5 separate regions of the Mus musculus genome follow, and all the other regions are linked to region 4. The links are chromatin contacts, called in public Hi-C, HiCAR-type and promoter capture Hi-C maps. All regions are on one chromosome and are shown on one strand. Each heading gives the region's core, a stretch centred on a gene start, on an enhancer-like site or on the middle of the called end of the contact. The rest is flanking DNA. Distances are from core to core; before and after follow the strand shown.

Region 1 (2,700 bases), core at 49-2,548, 2.1 Mb after region 4:
TAAAACGTTTCAATAAAATACACACCTAGGTATCCAGTTAATTTTCTTTTAACTTTTATTATTTTGAAACAGATTCTCAACTAGCCCAGGCTGCCTCTAATTGGCTCTGTAGCCCAGGATAAGAGTGACTTTCTGGTTCTCCTGACTCTACCTCCCAAGAGCTGGATTAGAGGTGTGTAACACCATGCCTAGGCTCTATGTAAAAATAAAAGTGCCCAGTAGACTTGTTCATACAGGTGGCCATTACTAAAAGATGGTTGATAAGTGTATACTATTGTCCCTCAAGGCTTCCAAGTGTTTGTATCCATTAAAAATTGTATTTTACAGACTGGAGAGGTAGGATAGCCCTATGGGCACTGGATGCTCTTGCAGCAGACCTGGGTTGGATTCCCATCTGTAACTAACTCCAGTTCCAGGGGATTGAATGCCTCTTCTGACCTCCGTGGGCAACTGTTCACATGTAGTACACTTACTTATACTCGGGCACATACAAATACACGTAAAATTAACGTGTTTTAAAGTACTGCCTAACAATTCAATACAACCCCTTTCAATATCGTTGAAAGAATTTACATTTATATTGGTGTACCTAGATCCAGGTTTTTCTGCATTTCAAACTCATGGCATATAAGCATTTAAAGTTGGATTACCATTTGGCTTCTGAACATCCCAGAGGAAGAAGGTAAGTGACTAATAGCCAGGTCATTTGCAAATCGATCCCAGAATTCAGGAGTCTCTTTAGTGTCTGTAGGAAAGCGCAGGAAAGCCTTAATCAATCTAGCCTGTCCCTGGACGTTTCTATCATGCCTGAAAGAGAACAGTTAAAAGGTGGGCATTGGAGCTGGAGAGAGTTCCCGTTTGGCAAAGACTGAGGGACCGCCGGACATAGGGAGATGTAATAAACGCAGGTGGTCCTCCATGAAGGTAGGTTTGACAGTTACTGTCAGTGGAGAGAGGTGATCAGAACAGCAGCAGCAGAGGAGAAATAGCAGGCTTTACTCTTGGCCTAGAATTTGGATCAGTAGAGGGGCACACTTGCCCCCATGCCACCCACGCCCCCATTCACCCGCACTGCGCCGTTATCCCCTTGACTGACATCTTGGGTAGCCAATGATCTTTGGGACTTCAAAAGAGCCCGCCTCCAGGAGCTGGGCGGGGCTAATGAGCAGAATGACAAACATTTTCACCAATAGTAAGGAGGGCGCGGGCGCTACAACTGTGTCGACCAATGAAAAGAAGGAACAGTTTGGAAAGGACGTACCCGGCAGCCAACGCTCGTCGCCGCTGCGGGGTCGCGTGGCTTCCGTTCCGAGAGGGCGGGCCGGCATCCCAAACGGAAGGTGGTAGCGCTGCCCGAGCTGGTTTGAAACTGGTGGTCGGGCCCGGCCGAGTGTGAGTGTGTGTAGCCGAGGACCCGCTGGAGGGCTAGGCCGTTCTTGACCGCCCCGGCCCCGCCTCCCCTCGGACCCGCGGACCCAAGCCCGGGTCCCCGCCTGTCTTGTGCCCCAGCCCGCTGCCTCTCTGGCCGGCTCTGCGGCCCAGCCGCCACCATGTCCCTGCACGGCAAACGGAAGGAGATCTACAAATATGAAGCGCCCTGGACTGTGTACGCCATGAACTGGAGCGTGCGGCCGGACAAGCGCTTTCGCCTGGCGCTGGGCAGCTTCGTGGAAGAGTACAACAACAAGGTGAGTTGTGCCGGGGCTCAGCGTGTAGCCGGCGGGGAACGCTCGAGGTGGGCGGCAGCCCCGGTCCCCACAACTCTCCTGCAAACTCGCCTTGACCACAACAAGGGGGTGGGTCCTCTGTGGTCCTGTCGCTGAGGTTGTCACACTCGTTGCCTCTTATTTAGTTTTGACAGCCGGGGGAAACCGAGGCACGGTGTTGTGACATGCCTGAGGCAGATAAGATTTTCGATGGTAGTAGCAGGTTTCAGATCGGAGTCACACCCCCAAAGCTATGTCCTCCGTCCCTCTCATTTCCCCCACTCCTGTCGCAGTGCTTCTGTTGCTAGGTGGGGGGCGGGAGAGAGGCAGTGGAGGAAGATGCGGCGCTTGGATTGGTGGTCGTGCATTCCTGGCCACGCGAGATTTCTGTTAGGGCTATTTATTGCAAGATCTTCCCCATCTCAGGTGTTTCTCATGGATACAGAGCCCTAATGCTAGGTTGTCATTGGTCATTGGTTTTGCTCCTTGATGTTCACCCTCCCCCAAACAGCCTATCCTTGGAAACCTTAGTCTGTGGCATTATCCCGCCATTATTTCTGAATAGAGAAAGATGACGTTTGACCTGTTCTTTTCGTGGTTCTTTACACATTCATTTGCAGCATTGCTGGACATCATCACTTCATCAAAACACTGGCAGAAGGAGAGAATTTTTATATGCAGGGTATAGGTTTGAAAGTATTGAGAAGAATTTTCTTTCCCTAATCTCTTACCTTCATTCTTTTGTTGTAATTTGAGTTAAAAAAAAAAAAATGAATGACAGTAATCAGAGATACTGAAAGCTTTGGCCAGTGGTATTTATAGCCAGTACTCTGCCTTACTCTTATGAACATCAGACTGGAGACAAATGACAAGATGGTGGGAGCAGTGGAAGAAGTAGGTGGTCTAGGATTTAGCTATAAGGCATTGAACAAACCAGATTTTATTATTTTTGACCCACAGTGATCTAGGAGAGGGCTTCTGTTTTATATGTGAA
Region 2 (2,700 bases), core at 75-2,574, 2.7 Mb after region 4:
GAGCAAAGATCAGCCACACTCTGGCTTCATTCTCGTAGCCTGAAGACATTTATCTGTTTGGAAGACTCTGAAAAGATACTGAAACCATTTAAGGGTTGGGAAAAGCTAACAGAAACGTTTCTCACCGGCCAATAAATCCAGACCCTTCAAACTCCCTTCCCCAAGCGCCAGAGATCACTTGTCCCTCAGTTTCCCTTGTTATTTTCCACATACAATTCACTTTCTCTTTGGATTTAATCTAGCTCCTGAAAAGACAATTCCTCTCAATTGAGCAATGGTGTCAAGACATTTGGACCTCACACCGGAACAGGACACAACCTGTGTCTTCAGGTTGTCACACTTTTCCTTTAACTCTAAAAAAATATGTCCTCCTCATCTATGAAATCTAATGACAAAGTAAGTACTCCTTAGCTCTAAGGGGAAAAAAAAGAGCGAGGGTGTTTAACAGACTTTGCCCTTAAATTTGATGCCGTGTAACCATAACAACTGATGGTTTAGGTAACCATCAACCCACTGAGGGGCTAAGTTTTCCAAAAATCGTTTTTCAGTGGGGGAAAAACTCCCTTGCACCAACTCCCGCGCGTAGAGTCGGCACTCCGGAGTGGCATGTGGTGCAATGGAGCCGGCAGCTCCTGTCCCTGCATCGGTCCCCCGGTCTCCACCACCGTCATCTCCATGCTCCCAGCGGGGCAGCTAGCGTTAGGCCTCAGCCCAATGTCACTTGTTAACCTTCCGATCTCCCCGGTTTTTGGTACGCCGCCACCTCCCTTTGAAAGCACACAAGCCACCCCTCGGTCCCCGGTGTCCGCCAGGAGTTGGGAGAAAAACAAGCGAGGCGCCGACAGCCACTGACAGATTCGCGCAAAAGTAACCGCGCTCCTCCATTCCCAAGCTTCTCCCACGGTGGCCCAGGGGGCGGAGGACGGCAAGGGCCCCACGCACAGAGGTGACAAGTGTTTTCCTTCAACGAGCGTGTGAATGCTGCTTTCCCGGACCCACACCGAGCCGCGGACGCTAGGCTGGGACCTGACGGCTTGCACCTCCCGCCCCGGGGCGACTCCGCCCTGCCCGGCCCCCAAGCAGGGAAGGTCTCTCCCGGGGCCACCCATGCCGGCGTCCCGAGCCCTGGTAGTGTGGAAGGGACCGAGCCCCGCTGCGCCAACGGCTGCGGGAGCTGCCGGTGTCCCGTAGCCGGGCCACCCAGTCAGGGCCTGCTCCGCCCGTCGCCCCACCTGGCCCGGAGCGCGCTCACCCCGGATCCGCTGGCTGCCTCATCCTACTACACCGGCGCCCGTACTTGGCGGCCGCCGCGGCTCCTGCTCCAGCTCCAGCTCCGGCTCTGGCTGGGGCCGCCGTGCTGCTGCCCGCCCGCCCCCGGGCACCGGCCGTCCCGCCCCGCCGGCGGACCCGCCCCGCGGCCGCGGCCCCCACCGCCCAACCACAGGGCGGAGGGGGCGGGGCCAGCCGCGCACCAGACATGACCAATCCAGCCAGTGCCGCGCGCCCGCGACGGGCCTGGAGGATCGGCCAGCGATCGGTCAGGGCTGTTAAAGGGGCTGCGGCGCTGCGGACTGGAAAGAAGGGGAGGCCGCGAAAAACTGCGGGTTACCTGGCAGAATCCCAGTGGGAGGAGCGAGCGTTGCACTCTCCCAATTGAAACTGAGGCGCTTTCCCCAGCTCTTTGCATTTCTTAATTTCCTCTTCCTGCAATTTAGCAACAAGTGCCTCCAAGCCGTGAGGGAAACTGTCTGGCTAGGCAGATTCTTAGGAACAGAGGTCTTAGGAGGACGTCGGACTTTATCAATCCCTGCTAGTTCCAGAAACTGGATGTCTGAGCTCCTCCTCCACACCTGACCGTAACAACCAATCGCAAACTGATTAGTAGAATTAGCGCCTAGAATTCGTGTGACGTAAATATATCATATATTATGATCTTGGGTTTTTTTTTAATACAGGGTCTCCTGTAGACTAGGCTGTTTTCAGAATTGATATGTAGCTGAAGATAGCCTTGAACTCTTAGCCTCCTGCCTCTGCCTCTACCGCTATGACTATAGGCATACACCACTACACCTGGATAACATAAGTTTACCTTAGAGGGATCGTGTCTAGGGCCCAGATAAAGGAAGGTGACTTTTAAAAATGAGTTCTCGCTTAAAATGTGCTTGGAATGGTGGAGGCTATTTTTACACCCATCAGTTCCTTACAGGGTAAAGGGAGGGGTGGAGGGGGCAGAGGGTAGGCAGGTCCCGCAGGTCCCTCATAGCACAGGGGCAGGTTGTGAGAGTGTCTTTGCTTATCAACTTTGCCTTCTAAATGAGTGGGTCCCAAACTTCAGCATCAGCCCATCCCAGAGGACTCTAGCATGTCTCAACTTTGCAATGACTGGGTCTGGGCCGTTTATTTTTCAACATTCTTTCCCCAGGAGATTCCAGTAGGGGGCGCTCTGGGGGGGCATGCTTTTTTTTTTTTTTTTTGGTTTTTCAAGACAGGGTTTCTCTGTGTAGCCCTGGCTGTCCTGGAACGCACTCTGTAGACCAGGCTGGCCTCAAACTCAGAAATCCGCCTGCCTCTGCCTCCCAAGTGCTGGGATTAAAGGCGTGCGCCACCACGCCCGGCTAGGGGCCATACTCTTTCGAGTCTCTCATTGCTGTGAAATTAAAACTCAACCGGCGGAAAATAAAGCTAGATTCCTCTGTACAA
Region 3 (2,700 bases), core at 121-2,620, 2.3 Mb after region 4:
ACACCCATCTTGATTATCTTCCGCAAGCTCTCTCAGTAAAAAGGAGTATATGTAGCAATCATTGCTTGTCCTCCCAGGCCTCTGTGGCATCAGTCAAAATGATGAAATTTCTAGAAATGATGTAGACATTACTGTCACCTTACAAAGTAAAGTGTTGGTTACAAATAACTTGCATGTTAGAAACCTTCGGGTAAGGTCGACTCTAGAAGCGGTTGCTTCCGTGAAACTTCTAGTGTCTAGTCCTAGGTCCACCACGGAGAAGCCTAGTTCGATGCTCTTTTATTCTTCTGGCTACACACCAGATATTTTCTCAGATTTTGTCCTGTTGGTTGGGATCTACTCGAAACCTTCCCCCAAATCTTCCTAAAGCCCAACATAAAATGGAGCAGAAAAGGATGGACAGAGGTTTAGTCTTTTTTTTTTTCTTTTAATTCTGGAAAGATAAGTTGAGGGTATTGATGCATGTCACCACCGGCCGGACTTAAAGGGTTGGTTAGGAGGGAAACAGTACCTGGCTCTGCGGCCATGCAACTTAGTCACCGCTCGGCCTGGCACGGTCACACCGACTGGAATGTCATGGCCCCGCTACCTACCTGCACCCGAGGCTGCAACCGGGCCCGGGGCTCCTGAGGCCACTACCTCCAACCAGCCTGCCTTTGTCTGGTTTCTGTCTTCAGGTCGCAAAGATAATCTGCGGGCCGCGATGTCACTGAACAGCCCAGAACAGGTAGCTCAGTCACGGCACCCTACTCTTCACGTAGCTTCAGCCGTCCGTTACGTAGAATGCGTACAGCTAGTTTGCGCCTGCGCGCGGGGTGGGGGCGGGGCGCGGCCTTCAGGACATCCGCGCAAGGCGAGCTAGGGCTGCTGGGAAAATTACGTAACCCCCAGCGTCCCCTGGGCTACAAGTGCTCTAACTAGCGGAGGCTGCGTTTCTCCCGTAGGGTTCCGTCCGTCGGGTAGACGTCACTTTGATCGGATGCTCCGGAAGCTAAAGGTGGCCATAGTCTATGGGGCCATGTGGACAGAGGCATGAAGGGAAATGTTGCCCGAGTCGTGGGTTTTTTGTGTTGCTTTGGTTTTTGGCAAGGGACAAGAGCTAAGGGAAGGTGGACATTCTTATGTAAATGAAGTTTCCAATCAACACCTTATTACCTTGAGTTTTTCGGGCGGTTCCCCATCGCCGCGGCTCTCTTCATTGCAGACTCCCTCACTACACGACCCAGACACAATCCTCACCCAGGACCAGATTCCCGTCCGGGGTGTGTGACGTAGTTATGTTGCGTTCCGGAATCGGAAGAGCGGCATTAATTGGCGCCTTTCGGCAGCCGTAGCCCCAGCCCCACCCTTCGGCTCGCGCTCTACTTAGCGCGCATGTCAGACGCTCCCCCCACCCTACCCCCAGTCAGCAACGGGCCGTGAGGCGGCGGCGAAGGGGGCGGAGGAAGAGCGCGGCTGGACGCGGTCCCGCACCGCGCGTACGCAGGGCCGCGGGGGTTCTTTCGCGCCGACTGGAGTAGCAACTGCGTCTGCAGCCGCGGCAGCGGGTTTGGGTGAAGGGCTCGCCAGACGCAGTGCCGCTAGCCCGGGGGACACGAGAGGTAACTGGGGCCTGGCGAGGGCGGAGGAACCTCGGCCTCGTTTAACAAAGAATCGGCAGAGCCTGGGGACCCGGGTGGCTGCGGGGGTCCGGGCAGGGATGGGTACGCGATCTGGAGCCCCGAGGTGGCCCTCTGGAGCTACGTTGCCTTCCCACGGCTCTGCTCCTTGCACGTCTTAACGAGGCCCACTTGGCGGCTTTCCGGAGGCGGTGCTTGATGGGCTCCAGGAAGGGATTTTTCAGGGTGCTGGGCTCCGAAGCTGTGAGAGCCAGTGGAGGAGTATTGATCCTTGTAGGTAGCTGTTGGGGATTGCGGACCCACAAATGGAGGCGGGGAGGGTCTCGGTAGCGGAGGTTGACAGATTAGAAGGCTGTGATAGTCATTGATCTTTGTGAAACCTTGAGTAGATCATGATTAACATCATCACCATAGTTACAAACTTTTTGCGGCCTACTTGAGCCTACCTGATTTGAATAATATATATGGGTTGAAAACCTGTATCAGAATCGTAAGGAAAAAATTATACTAGTCAAGTTTGGAAGCATATATAAACTTTTCTGTCATCTTAGCTTTTTCCCTTTTCACCCCTACCCCTTTAGGCTGTGGTTTTGTGGCTTTCCTACTGTGTTGTTGTTGTTGTTACTATTTGCAAGTGTTATTTCTGTATTGTCTCCTACACATACCTGAACAGCTATTAAGCTGAACAATTATTAAGTAGAGTAGATATTATGTCTTTTTCTTTTTCTTTTTTTTCTTCCTTCGAGACAGGGTTTCTCTGTAGCCCTGGCTGTCCTGGAATTCACTCTATAGACCAGGCTGGCCTCGAACTCAGAGATCCACCTGCCTCTGCCTCCCAAGTGCTGGGATTAAAGGCGTGCATCACCACCCGTCGTGGGTGGTAGGTTATGTCTTAATTCGTTTAAACTTTGTAGAGTCCAATCCTGTTCTGACAGGTGGGAAGTGAACAGTAAGTCTGATATAAAAATTTATTCTTCCAGGGCGAAAATGTTATTTTACTTTACCTAGAAGGAGAATTGCAGTGATTCATTTAAAAATAAAATTGTTATTGCCTTGCCTCTGTGCCTGTTCTCTCTTGAAT
Region 4 (2,700 bases), core at 43-2,542:
TGGTAGGCAAATGAGAGTCAACACACACAGAAAATCACCAGACTTTGCCACTGGGGGAAAAAAAATGGTTAGAGGAAAAGTCTGTGGGGGCAGAGGGAGGGTTTAAGAGACCAGTGCATTCCAGAAGGGCTGATGATTCAGGAGAGGGGCTCCTGAGGAGGCAAAAACAGACCCTGAAATAGTTAAAAGGGTCAGCTTGAGATAAAAGGGGGATTATGAAAAAAGGAAGAGAAAAAGATGGAGCTAGTCTGATGACCTCTACCGTCTCTTTGGGACTTTAGAATCTCATGACCTACAATTCTCTTTAGACAGGACATTTACATATATGCATACATGTATGCAAACTTATTCAAATATTCAGGTGTAAGTGAATCAGTCAAGCACAACGTTAGTCTGTAATGACGCAGTTAATGTCCCCAGGTTTCGAACAGGGCAATCTCTGGGCAGGATCCATCCATCAGCGATATTAGCTCTGATGCCTACTGCAATAACAGCAGTGACCTGGCCCCATCTCTCCTCGCCAACCCCAATCCTACCCCGCCGTCCTACGAGCTTAATGGGGAAGTAAAATGTAAATCCCTGAGACTACAACACAGCCTGCTGCATTCGAATCGACTGTCATTTAGAAAAACAAAACGTGACACCCCAAGTCCATCTGCACGAAAGACATTGCTGCTTCACAGCTGATATGTTTCTCCCCAGGAGATGGTCTAAGGTTAGCCGTAAAAGTAATTTGCAGACCTCCCCTCCTCTTTTCATAACATTCATTTAGGAAGAACTAGAAATGGGTTCCCACACCCTCGCCCTGACTGCAGCAGACTACACCCCGCGGTTATCCGGCAGTGCCACCTCAGAAACCCTCGGAGGAGTGTGGAGGGCACACAGCGCTCGTCAGAGGGGGGCTCCAGTGGCCACTACCCTCAAGATGCTTGAAGGACGAGAGAAACGAGCCCCAGGGGATGACAAGGGAAGCACTGGAGACCCGGGGGACGAAGAGACAACCCTCGGGGAGGACAGAGTTTCTGAGCAGAGCTAATCCCCTGCCGCAGCTACACTGTCTCGCCTCCAGCGTTGCTCTGACCTCCCTTCCTTCAGCGTTCCTGGGTGCTCAGCCTCGCGCCCCTTCCCCGGAGCCCTCGTGGACCTCGCAGCAGTCGCGACCTCGGGCGATCCGCTGCGAGCCCGGGCTGCCCGGCCGCCACTCACCCGGCCCGCCATCTTCGCGGACACGTCCGGCTCCCAGGTTGCAGCTCCGCACTCTGCTGAGCCCGCCTCCGCCGCGCGCGTGCTCGCCGGCAGCCGGCCCTCGCGCAGGCGCGCAGCCGCCGGGAGGCCGCGCCCGCGCCCGGCCGCGTCCCCGACGCCCTTCCCCATCCCGTGCGAGCGCGCAGTCCGAGCACCGCCATTTTGGCTGAAGACAAGCTGGCCGCCTCACTGCTACCCGGTTTTCACAAAGCTGGCCACGTGGCCTTTTAATGGACTTTTAGCTTTCTGCTTCCAGACCTCTTAAAACAGAATGCGCCGAGAAAACCCCGCGTGGTTGCTGGCCTTTCCCCCAAAGGGGACTGTGGAGGGGGCGCGCAATAGCTAAAAGCTGGTTCTGAATTCGGATTCTATTCGAATCCGAGCTTTTCTTTGCAGGCACACTTGTTTTGAGAGTGAATCATAATTATATATGCGCTAGCTTTATAGTTCGATATTTTCATTTATAAGCACAACTTCTATCTTTTTTAAGGTGTTTGTTTGTTCGTTTGTTTTAACGTGCATTGGTATTCCGCCATCCACCTCTGCATGTTCAAAACTCTATTTTGAGTCCTCAGGAAAAAAAAAAAAACAATGCCACAGAAAAACTAAAATGATTTGGATAAGACAAAATACCAGAAGATAGTTCTATAAGCAGCACAGCAGTAAAAGTCTCACACAGGAAACAAGACAGGTGTACCCTGTCCTGCCAAGGCTGAAAGTGAGACTTTTAGCATGTAGCAGGACTTCAGGGTTAAGGAGGAATGTTTGACATAGCCTCCTCATATCCGTTCCCTTATGTCCTCTTCAGCACTTTTCTCTAAAGTACTCTTGGGTCCCCTTACAAATATATAATGTCATTTAAAATGTATGCAACATGTAAAAATAAGACATGATATCTATGAGAATACATGAGATATTCAATAAGATTACTCCCTAAAAGGAAAAGTAAAGTTGGAGGAACCCTCTTAGAGGAAAGTCTCTGGGATGGAATGGGTACCTCTTCCTGGGAGCAAACCTGAAGACCTTGAAATACTCTAAAAGGGAGATACTAGGGGTAGGGGGTGCAGCCTAATCAGTCCTGAGAAGCACTCAGCAGGCCCAGGGAACAGCAAACAAAAGGGTGTACACACCGACAGGGATAAAAGGGAGCTACAGGGGTATTTCCTATGCTAGGGTGGTCAAGATAGGGACCAGTTTTTAGTAACTGGTAAGTCAGTAAGTCAGAACCATTCACACTATCAATATCTTCACTGTAATGAGTGTCTCTAAGAAAGGACTCAGAACTAAGCAAAAATTATATTTGCTCAAGAGTTACCTCTCTTTCCAAGAATTCTGTACAGGATCTACGTTCTTATATCATCTTAGCATTGAAATTCTACTCAAGTTTTGCATCTGAAAGATTATTAAATTCATTGATATAACATACCTAACAGTGAAACCAGTAAGACCTAAAAG
Region 5 (2,700 bases), core at 78-2,577, 2.8 Mb after region 4:
CAACGAAAGATTGCGCAAACGACGCCGGGAACCGCCTCAAAGGCGCGGCGCTTCCCGACCGAAAACACTCCTCCGGGTTTCCCTCAACAGCCGCGAGGTCGCCGGGCCGCCCCGGGTCCCGGCCCACCCTCCCGGACCAAAAAAAAAAAAAAAAAAAAAAAAAAAAAGGTTGAACGCCATTACCCGAAGCGTAGCCTTTAACGGCTTTTAACCGGACGTGTGACAAAAGCCAGGCCTCCTTTCAGGAAGGGAAAAAAAAAAATCTAAAGGTCGGTTGGGAAGGCGAGCCTTCGGCCGCGCCGCTCTCCCATCCCCCACCCGGCCTGACAGGTCTCTTGTCACACTCACCCTCGATCCCGGCCGCGGTCTCGGTCACTAGAATAACTCGACATGGCGTCAATGGTGGCGGTGTGCGGGCGGAACCCAGTGAAAGTAGAATCCTGCGGCGACGAGTCGCGGAGAGAAGGCCTCGGCGACGGCGAAGCCTCTGCGGGGGCGTCACCAGCGGAGGGGCCGGTGGTGTCGAGGGCCGGAGCTGCGAGGGCAAGGACCGATGGAAATGAATGAGGTGCCGGCTGCGTCCCGGCAGCCGCTTTTATAGTCTGGACCGCCTCCTCGCCGCAAAGCACGCTGGGAGCCGCTCTATGACCTAATCACCCCGCCCCCCTGGCTCGGAGGCCCTCAACGCCCGCCCGCCCGGGTTCCGGAATCCGCCATGTTCTCGCCCCTCCCCCTCCGCGGGCGGGCGCTCCCTCCCCGGCGCCCGTTTATTACTCGCTTCACGACTGGGTGACACCACTAGAATGCCTCGCCCCGACGCCCTTTTGGCGACACCGCCGTCTCTCGTCTCGCTACACCTCAGACAAGCTGCTTCCCCGTGGCCAGACGGTCCTTAAAATGGCCAGCGCCAGCCATTCCACCGACTCTACTTGAAGATGTTTACGTCTCCACAGACTCCCCCCACGCCCATAACCGAAGGAGACCAGGGAGGCGGAGCTTGGCCTCATCACGTGATCGGACCCAGGGCAAGGCGGATCGCACTACTTCCTCGCTTGGTCTCTCGGCGGAGGAACACCAAACCACCAACTCACCGGAAGCGCGGCTCCAACGCCCCCGGGGAGATCGGCCGGGCTGCTGGGTGACCTGGCTGCCCTGCCCGCCGATCTGAGAACCCGTAAGCGGGATCTTGACCGCGGGGAATGGTATCTGGAGCCCGCAAACTGCCGCCTCAGCGCGTGCTGCGAGGAAGTGCTCCTCTGCTGTCCAATCAGCGTCGAGAAGCCGTTTTAACGTCCCTCCCTCTTCCACCCCTCCTTCCCCGCTCGCTAGTGTCTGCCCCCTCCTCCTCCCGTCGGCTCGACCGAGTTCGACCCTTCTGGGACACCGTCGCCCGCGCTCTCGTCTTGGAGTCCGGCCGCGACCTCTCCTGGCAGTATGGCCAGCTCAGAGGCTGGTGAGTCTCGGCCTGGAGCCCTGGTGGTTTTGTACTGCAGCATTCCGCGGACCTTGGGCTGAATCTGAACCGCGTCTGCGCCGCTGCGGAGGCTCGGGACTGTCGGACACTAGTTGCAGTCGCGCGCGCGGTGGGGGGGGGGGTTCTATGAATTTAGGGTCTCAGCCTCGAAACCTCTTGCGGTTTCCAGACGTGGAACTGAGACTTGGGATGAGATAGGAACTCTTTGTCGAGCCTGGGACACCCGCATCCTGTCTATATAGAGCAGTCAAGATCCTTTCTTGGATCCGAATTTTTGTGGGGTATCTATCCACAGACTGTCTCTCTTTCCCCTTGCTTTGTTTGGACTAAGGCAGAACTTATCTTTATATTGATTTTTTTTTCCTTTTTGAGGCATAGCACTCATAAGTTCTTTTGATGCCCTCTAGAGTAACTGGCATTTTCTAGTACTGCCTTTGAAAAGCCAATTGATTCGGTTGTCTAGGACGCTTTCCTCTCTTTCCAAAATGGTTGTCATGGCTTGGTCAGCTGTGCGACATAGGCATCGGGAAGAGGGCATACTGGGCATGACATATTCAGACTATTGTCTCCAGAGCGTGTGTCAGTACTGGAAATGTGGCCAGTTCCAGTCATTTCAAGATTCAGGGGTTTCAAGTTTTGGAATTATTGCTGAAATCCTTAACCTTAGTCCTGCACTATCTAGGGAAGGGCAAGAGCTGGTTTTGGAAAACAATTAATGTGCTAATTTAGAACTTAGCGATTTGGGTTTTTTTTTTCTTCATTTTTTACCTTCGTATACATCAAATATAATAAAAGGAAAACTAACAAATGCATTAGTGTCGGTGTTGTCATTATTCAAGTTCCTAACAGCCTAAATTAATCCCTTATTTGGGCACCCGAGAGATCTTAACTTACACAAGATAATTGGGTAAAAACATGTCTAAAACTATTGGGAATTCTGAGCCACCTCCGTTAGTTTCTAGCAACTTTTAGATTATCATTTACAGCTGACTTATGACATTCCTGGTTACCTATAAATTTATTGTAACTAAAAACACCCATGTGAGTATAAAAATACTGGCAAATAGGATTTTAGGTTACAAGAATAAGAGTTGGGTTGGAACAGCTGTTTTGACTTCAAAGAAGCTAGCTAGCACAGGAAATTATCTTAAATACATCTTTTGAGAACTTGCCTGGTTGAGTCTTTGAAATTTCATAAGAGTCCTTATCTTGTACAGTTTCCAATG

What was found. Promoter capture Hi-C pulls out the DNA fragments that hold promoters and counts their contacts. Hi-C and Micro-C count contacts between places; a contact is called where the count stands out from the background. HiCAR-type assays count read pairs that join an accessible place to other places.
Region 1: a contact with region 4 is called in a Hi-C map of B cells, with 5 read pairs. The contact joins the promoter of Dcaf7 here to the promoter of Nsf in region 4. A contact is called at or near these places in 1 of 39 promoter capture datasets (liver), 1 of 484 Hi-C or Micro-C datasets (B cells) and 1 of 115 datasets of contacts at active chromatin or transcription factors (astrocytes).
Region 2: a promoter capture Hi-C map of cranial neural crest shows a contact between it and region 4. The contact joins the promoter of Tex2 here to the promoter of Nsf in region 4. A contact is called at or near these places in 1 of 39 promoter capture datasets (cranial neural crest) and 1 of 115 datasets of contacts at active chromatin or transcription factors (embryonic stem cells).
Region 3: a HiCAR-type map of astrocytes shows a contact between it and region 4, with 4 times the contacts expected there. The contact joins the promoter of Ddx42 here to the promoter of Nsf in region 4.
Region 5: a contact with region 4 is called in a promoter capture Hi-C map of hippocampal neurons, with 2.8 times the contacts expected there. The contact joins the promoter of Cep95 here to the promoter of Nsf in region 4.

The regions. Positions count from the first base shown.
Region 1 is chr11:106,035,574-106,038,273 of GRCm38.p6, forward strand. It overlaps Dcaf7 (DDB1 and CUL4 associated factor 7), which reads left to right and starts at 1,299. Exons shown (of 7, transcript NM_027946.3): 1 at 1,299-1,688. The coding sequence starts at 1,551. It overlaps Kcnh6 (potassium voltage-gated channel, subfamily H (eag-related), member 6), which reads left to right. Exons shown (of 13, transcript NM_001037712.2): 13 at 1-21.
Region 2 is chr11:106,611,606-106,614,305 of GRCm38.p6, forward strand. Tex2 (testis expressed gene 2) reads right to left here and starts at 1,325. Exons shown (of 12, transcript NM_198292.3): 1 at 1,253-1,325.
Region 3 is chr11:106,215,556-106,218,255 of GRCm38.p6, forward strand. Ddx42 (DEAD box helicase 42) reads left to right here and starts at 1,371. Exons shown (of 18, transcript NM_028074.4): 1 at 1,371-1,601. Ccdc47 (coiled-coil domain containing 47) reads right to left here and starts at 812. Exons shown (of 13, transcript NM_026009.2): 1 at 594-812.
Region 4 is chr11:103,952,764-103,955,463 of GRCm38.p6, forward strand. It overlaps Nsf (N-ethylmaleimide sensitive fusion protein), which reads right to left and starts at 1,293. Exons shown (of 21, transcript NM_008740.4): 1 at 1,207-1,293. The coding sequence starts at 1,218.
Region 5 is chr11:106,787,925-106,790,624 of GRCm38.p6, forward strand. Cep95 (centrosomal protein 95) reads left to right here and starts at 1,328. Exons shown (of 20, transcript NM_177088.3): 1 at 1,328-1,453. The coding sequence starts at 1,435. It overlaps Ddx5 (DEAD box helicase 5), which reads right to left and starts at 570. Exons shown (of 13, transcript NM_007840.3): 1 at 349-570. The coding sequence starts at 392.